2 separate regions of the Bicyclus anynana genome follow, and region 1 is linked to region 2. Evidence: chromatin contacts called from public Hi-C data. All regions are on one chromosome and are shown on one strand. Each heading gives the region's core, a stretch centred on a gene start, on an enhancer-like site or on the middle of the called end of the contact. The rest is flanking DNA. Distances are from core to core; before and after follow the strand shown. Region 1 holds the start of LOC112047277 (protein dispatched). Region 2 holds the start of LOC112043520 (solute carrier family 35 member E1 homolog).

Region 1 (3,447 bases), core at 564-3,063, 320 kb before region 2:
CTGTGTATTTAATCAGTTAATGACTCTGTGTGTTTCTGAGGTTATAGGGCATAATCTTTGGATGTACTTAACCGATTTTGAAAATTCTTTTACCAAAGCCACATTATTAGTGACTAGGGCCTCTGCTAATAATCATCCAAATTTAAAGTTAACCAATACATAGCAGTATAAAGATTAATGATTTTTCATTTACTTTTTTGCAAGTTTGTCTTCTGGACACAGATTTTGTATGTACTATTAGATATTTAATTAGAATATTTACTATTGCCATTGAAATTATATGCATAACTAACATTAATACTGGATTATTACTATAGTTAGGATGTTATTTTTAAATAAATATGAATTAATAACTCCGACAGAACAACCAATATTTATTAGAATAAATAATACAATTCGCAACATTTCACTAACAAAAAATACTTACACTTAAATTCAAGTATGACTTTCTTCTTAAGTTACTGGTTGCCCATTTTCACTTTCGACGTCATATAAATGCCCACAATAAGGCCAAACAAACCAATAGCAGACCCAAAGATTTCCACAATCAGGATCTTCACAAACAGCGCTGCATTGGCTGCGTCCGCGAGCGCCGCCCCGGAGCCCACGATCCCGACAGAGATGCCGCAGAACAAGTTCACCAGTCCCACGGCCAGACCAGCTCCGAACATCACGTATCCAGCCATCCAGTTGTTTTGCTTGATTGATATATCCAAGAACGGCTCTTTGTACTGCTCCAACATGCCCGACAGCACGATGGCTGTGATCAGACCGTAAATCGCCACAGCTTCACAGAAAATAACGGAGATCAAGTTCTTGGTCTTAATTCTAGGCGCTTTGACACCACCACCCACTATGCTCACTCCGGTGGTGTGGATCCCCATGGCGGCGCCCACGACCGAGAACGACACGGCGAACGCTATTCCCAACGTCCCCCACATGTAGGGAGACGTGTGCTCCAGGAACCATCCGAAACTGATCTGCTCACCCTTTCCATTTAGAAGATAGTATAACGAAAATATGGGTATGGCGAGCGACAACAGCAACACAAACAGGTACGTCAGGAAATATCTCATCTTGATGGTGGTTTTCGTCGGATGGAGCTTTTAAACCAGGAGATCCCGAAAAGGGACGGCCTTTTTTCTCCAATTTCTACCTTGACAGAAAACTCAAAAACGGAGAAGTCTTGTGATCACAAGATGTCAGAGACAAGAAAATGTTGCCATATTTTAATAAAAATACCATAGATTAAAGTAAACTTCTTTATTGGTCAAATCTCAGAATCTTTAAAAGTATTGAAAGCTTAGATTGAAATTATGTGTATATTAAATTTTTTGGTACTGTTTACAGTTTTAGTTTTTGGCCCTTGCTGACAAAATAAAGCAAAATAACAAAAAAAATCAAATACTCAAAAAAGTCAGGTGGTCTGAATTTTTTAATTATTGGTATATAAATTTAAATATAATTATAGAATTTTGAACAAACATACAATTAAAATAATCAAACGATAAGAAACTGCAATAATTGTAATTTAATACATTAATTAAAGTCGTCTTGTGGAATGACTGCTGCAATCTTTTGGACGCTAACGTATGATTTTGAACGTTTAGTGGAATGTGATCACTAACTGCTGTAAAATGCGCTTCTTACCGAATCTATAAAGATTTTTGTCTGTTTGTATCTCTGACGAATTTTTGACATTTGTAAGCAAACTAATATATAATCTGTGTCTGTAAGTTCAAAGTTGCTTATAGACAACTGACATTGACGTTTGTTTATCTTGAGTCATGGACATGAAATTGTGTTCACTGTTCAATTTATTTCAAACCTAAACATAGATTTTTAGAAAAACATTCAAATATTAAAAAAATGTGATCACATAATAACATGTGAAGTCGTCGAACAGCTTTAAGGACATGTATTGGTTCCACTTAAGTACAAAATGGAGTAAGAATGGATTGATAAATATGAAATCAATGAAGTCAAGGTCTAAAAATGTTTTCAGCTTATGCGAGGTTTATTGTTCGTTACTCCTACTTTTTGCTGTTTGCTATCTTAGTCACTTCCACGATCCTCACTGTAATACCTCTAGTGTGCCACGACTTTCCTTCATTTTCCGACCCTATAGTTGGTTTCGAAACGAGAGGTACAACGTTAGCGCACCGTTTCATAGCCTGGGAAAACCTTATTGAGGAGACAAGACCGTCCAAAAGGCTCGCCGTAAATCCTAAAGAAATAGAAGATCAAATTCGTATGAACGAAAGTTATTACAACAGGGACAAAACGAGGTCTGGCCGCAAACATCCTCGAAAACACAAGAAAAAACAGAATTACAATAATACAGGATATGCTACAACATTTTATAGTTCCCCTGATACAAATCTCACTGTCAACCATGTTCATTGGGGATTTGGGAAAAATGTTTCATTTGAAGATGAAAATGCAGTTTATTTAAAAAATCATACAAGGAAACAATGGAAGTCTCTAAAAAACATGCAGCGCACATTTGATAATTTTCACCACAACTATGCTTCTGGTAGTTGTGGGGCCCCAGTTGCTGACTACGCTCACTTGGTGGTCACTTCAAATGACAATAAATCAATGCTCACTTTTGAGAATGTACAGAATGTTTGTCAACTGCAAACCTTCCTTATTGATTTTACTAAAGATGACTTTTATAATCTATGTCAGCGATCAATGCAAGCAGAAGAAATATGTTGCCCCATATGGAGTGTGCCAAACTACATAGCTTTAATGTCTGGTAAGAATTCTTGTGAAAATTTAACCAGAGATGATGTTACTTATGCTGTAAATATACTAAAGAAATGTGCGGGCTACTTTCATAACTTTTCCCTGATGGCCTCTTGTGAAATGGATAGATGTCATGTGCCAAAGTATTGCTCCCAGTATGATGCTGTATACAATTTATTATTTTACATTATAGATTCAAATGCATTTTCTCCTCCACTGTTTTCAGAGACATTTGTAAAAAATGTAATGATATTTTTGCCCTTGCCGACTAGTAGCACCACTCTACCATATTATTTAAAATTACAAGAATCAAATATGTCTTTCAATATTCTTAACATCCCAGCAATGGATTTTGGATTGAAAAATGCTCTGTTTGATTTATGGATTATTGAAGACACTTGGCTCATAGGACTTGGTGGTTTCTTTGTGTTCATATGTGTTTGGGTTTATACAAAATCTTTGCTTCTAACATTGCTGTTGTTTACAGCTATTACTTATTCACTTGGTGTTGCATATTTTTTTTACATATATGTGTTTAATTTGGACTTTTTTCCATTCATGAATCTGTTAGTTATAGTTGTTGTAATAGGAATTGGGGCTGATGATGCATTCCTCTATGTCAAAGTCTGGAATATGATAAGTAAGCAGTTAATAAGAGATAATGTTGTTACAGAAAATTTAACTGATATTAAGAAT
Region 2 (3,409 bases), core at 368-2,867:
TAAACTTTTCAGTAGTTTATTCGTAAGTATATAATGTTTTCTGAGGAGTTAATGTTCAAGAAACGTACACAATATACAATCTTGAAAACGAAAATACCACTGGAATAAATATAGAAAACTAAATTTTTGTTAAATAAAGTTGGGGCAATTGCAAACTTTCTCTTGACAAGTTGACATTTGACAAATGAAAATGAAGAATTACGAATGAAGATGAAGAATGAACGAAATGTCAGTAATCACAGAGTAAAGATTCTAGAGATGTTCTCATGTTGTTTTTGATAATCTTGTTGAGTGTTGTTGTTGGATGTAGACACCTCAGACTAAATACATAAGGACTAGTATCGCACCCAAATTCACGAACAAAATTTTCTGCCATTTTCTAAGGAAAACGAGCTTAGATTTTATACATATTTTATACTAAACTAGCAGTTTTTGTTCGTTTTTTATACCAAACTACACAAAAAGGTATTTTTACGGAGGTTTTTAACCGACGGACACGGTTGTAAACTATGAAACATCGATTTTTTAGAGACAGTGTTTATAATCGCATAAGATCGTTGATCATATATACTTTACTTTGACTTTGACTTTGATACTTTGACAGAAAAATAATGTCTTGCGAGGCAGGTCTTTATCTAATTAGTCTGAGGTAGACACCGACGTTGTATCCTTATGCCTCTCGGACCAATTACAAAAGGACTAGTATAGCACCCAATTTCACCAACAAAAATGTGCTTCGTTTTTTGAGGAGGATGAGCCATATTCAATTATGGTATTTATTAATTAAAATTTTAAGAGCTATATAATAATTATAGTCAAAGGGGACGAGATAAACTCACACACCGAAAATATTAAAATAATATTAAAATAAATACATATATGTAGTGTCCATATCTTACAGTACACAATACTGTAAAGATAAGCAATAAACAAACGTGTATAATGTTTACTCAAATTCACAAACACCTAGCTTAGCCTATGCGCAAAATATATACACAGAATATTCGATTACATGATCGATCTTTTGCTATTGCCTGTTCCACCTGAAGAATTGTTTTTTAGACGTGACAACGTCTTATAATTCAATGGGGCCAGCTCTCCCTCGCTCTAGGGCTACACACTTTTTTACAAGAAATAAAGTATATTCTGGTCTAAGAAGATTAAACAGTATTTTAGAAAAACGATCATTTTCTATTGAAAAATGCAACCATTCCATCAGTATTTTCTTACGACGTTGTCATGTTTAACTATCGTCAGTAAACCGACTTACAGACAACCGATCTTTTTAGATATTGTTTATTTAGTTAATATAATTAACTTAGAAATACAAATGAAACGTAGTCTTTTAGTAAAGTAGAAGTTGTCAACCGTTTTTTTGCCATTTTTAGGGAGCTCTTTATACGATGAAAACGATAACAACAAATAAACATCAATTCTATTTAACTTTTTTTTATTAAACATTTTTCATAATATGTAATTCTTGATTTAAATCGTCTAGCCAAGAAGCAATTTTACTCTCTGCGTCTAGCGAGGTCCTTTTTATTTAGTCTTGAGTTTGCAGTAGACACATATGACAATGACGTGACAGATGTGACATGTGACAAGTTGACAACTGACATTTGACAGATTGACAGTGACACGTCGGTCGTTGGCTCGCAGTTTATTTTATTGAAAAGAAATTTAAAATTAGAATTTTCTTGAATTAAAACAATCACACTATATTATTATTATAGCACAAACATCTTACAATAAAGCAAATCCGAATGCTGGAGATTGATACTTTTTATTTTAATTTATTACTTAGCTTATATTTAGAGAGAACAAAATGAGTGCTATGTCTAGAATATGATAAGTATCGCAAGACAAATATCTATAGAAAATGACTTGATAGAAAAGTGAAAAATAATATGTAAAGCTAGGTGAGTCGAACGCGGAGCGAAGATGTCGCAGAGCGAGGTGCTGGTGGTTGGTGCGCTGTGCGCCGCGTGGTACGCGCTGAGCTCGGCCAGCAACGTGGTGGGCAAGCTGCTGCTGACGGAGCTGCCGCTGCCCGTCACCGTGACGGTGGCGCAGCTGGCAGCCACGGCGGCGTTGAGTGTGCCCGCGCTGGCGGCGTGTGGTGTGCGGCGCGCGCCCTCCTTCCCGCGCGCTACCGTGCTGCGGGTGCTGCTGCCGCTGGCGGCCGCCAAGTTCCTCACCACCGTGTGCACGCAGATCTCGCTGTGGAAGGTGCCCGTGTCCTACGCGCACACCGGTCAGTGCCTGCCCGTCGCGTGCACTTGCGCGCTTTCTGTCAATAACACTGTGCGTGCTCGTGTGCAGTGAAGGCGACGACGCCGCTGTGGACGGCGCTGTTGGCGCGCGTGCTGCTGGGCGAGCGCTTGGCGCGTGGTGTGGCTGGCGCGCTGCTGCTCATAGCGCTGGGCGTGGGCGTGGCGTCGCTCACGGAGCTGCAGTTCGACGCTCTGGGGCTGGGCGCGGCGCTGGCGGCCGCCGCGCTGCTCAGCCTGCAGCACCTGGGCGCCAAGCACGCGCTGCGTGACGCGCGTGTGCACCACCTGCGCCTGCTGCAGCTGCTGAGCGCGCTGGCGCTGCTGCCCCTGTTGCCGCTGTGGCTGAGCGTGGAGGGCGGGGCGGCGGCCCGCGCGCCGTGGACGCGACGCGCGGCCGCTCTGTTGGCAGCGGACGGCGTGCTGGCATGGCTGCAGGCCGTGGCCGCCTTCAGCGTGCTGTCGCGTATATCGCCGCTCGGCTACGCAGTGGCATCGGCCGCCAAGCGAGCCTGTGTTGTGGCAGCCTCACTGCTGCTGCTACGCAACCCTGCACCACCACTTAACTTGGCCGGCATGGCGTTGGCGCTGCTCGGCGTGCTAGTCTACAACCGTGCTCGTGTAGCTGCCCGCCCACCGCGCCCTCTACTGCCCGTCTGACCCGCTGGGCGGTACATCACTGATCATTAGCTCAATCAATGTTGTAGTGGTATTTCATCAACAACTATTTATCAAACATAGAAGAATTGAAAGGATGAAAGACCAAAAGACAGAAAATACAAGATGTTTTATCTGCAAACTAAATTATTTTCTGTTTATCCATATCTAGATAAGGAAGGAACCACATTTTTACTACAGAACCAATAGGCCATTTTCACTTAAGTCTACTTCCTGTATTCTATTTACTAAATAGAAACAGCAAGTTCAGGACTTTTTCATTAATTACATGTAGAGTCGTTTCCTTTCTTTCCATTTACACCATAACACTATCAAATGCCTATAGTGCCTGCTGCCAAATACTTGTTGGTAATTAACCCTACATCAGTGTAGATTATAAATTGTTGGGCGACCTCTAGTAAAATTGCTTGACAAGAAATAAATTTTTCTTTAAAACATGAATATTTCGTTAATATAATGCT

The links. Hi-C and Micro-C count contacts between places; a contact is called where the count stands out from the background.
Region 1: a contact with region 2 is called in a Hi-C map of whole body, with 4 times the contacts expected there. The contact joins the promoter of LOC112047277 here to the promoter of LOC112043520 in region 2. A contact is called at or near these places in 2 of 2 Hi-C or Micro-C datasets (whole body and whole larva).

The regions. Positions count from the first base shown.
Region 1 is chr7:4,297,365-4,300,811 of ilBicAnyn1.1, reverse strand. It overlaps LOC112047277 (protein dispatched), which reads left to right and starts at 1,813. Exons shown (of 1, transcript XM_024084350.2): 1 at 1,813-3,447. The coding sequence starts at 1,996. It overlaps LOC112047269 (V-type proton ATPase 21 kDa proteolipid subunit c''), which reads right to left and starts at 1,211. Exons shown (of 2, transcript XM_024084339.2): 1 at 428-1,211. The coding sequence starts at 1,076. The coding sequence ends at 459.
Region 2 is chr7:3,975,947-3,979,355 of ilBicAnyn1.1, reverse strand. It overlaps LOC112043520 (solute carrier family 35 member E1 homolog), which reads left to right and starts at 1,617. Exons shown (of 2, transcript XM_024078984.2): 1 at 1,617-2,254; 2 at 2,323-3,409. The coding sequence starts at 1,942. The coding sequence ends at 2,930. It overlaps LOC112043515 (palmitoyltransferase ZDHHC18-like), which reads right to left and starts at 193. Exons shown (of 4, transcript XM_052882514.1): 1 at 1-193.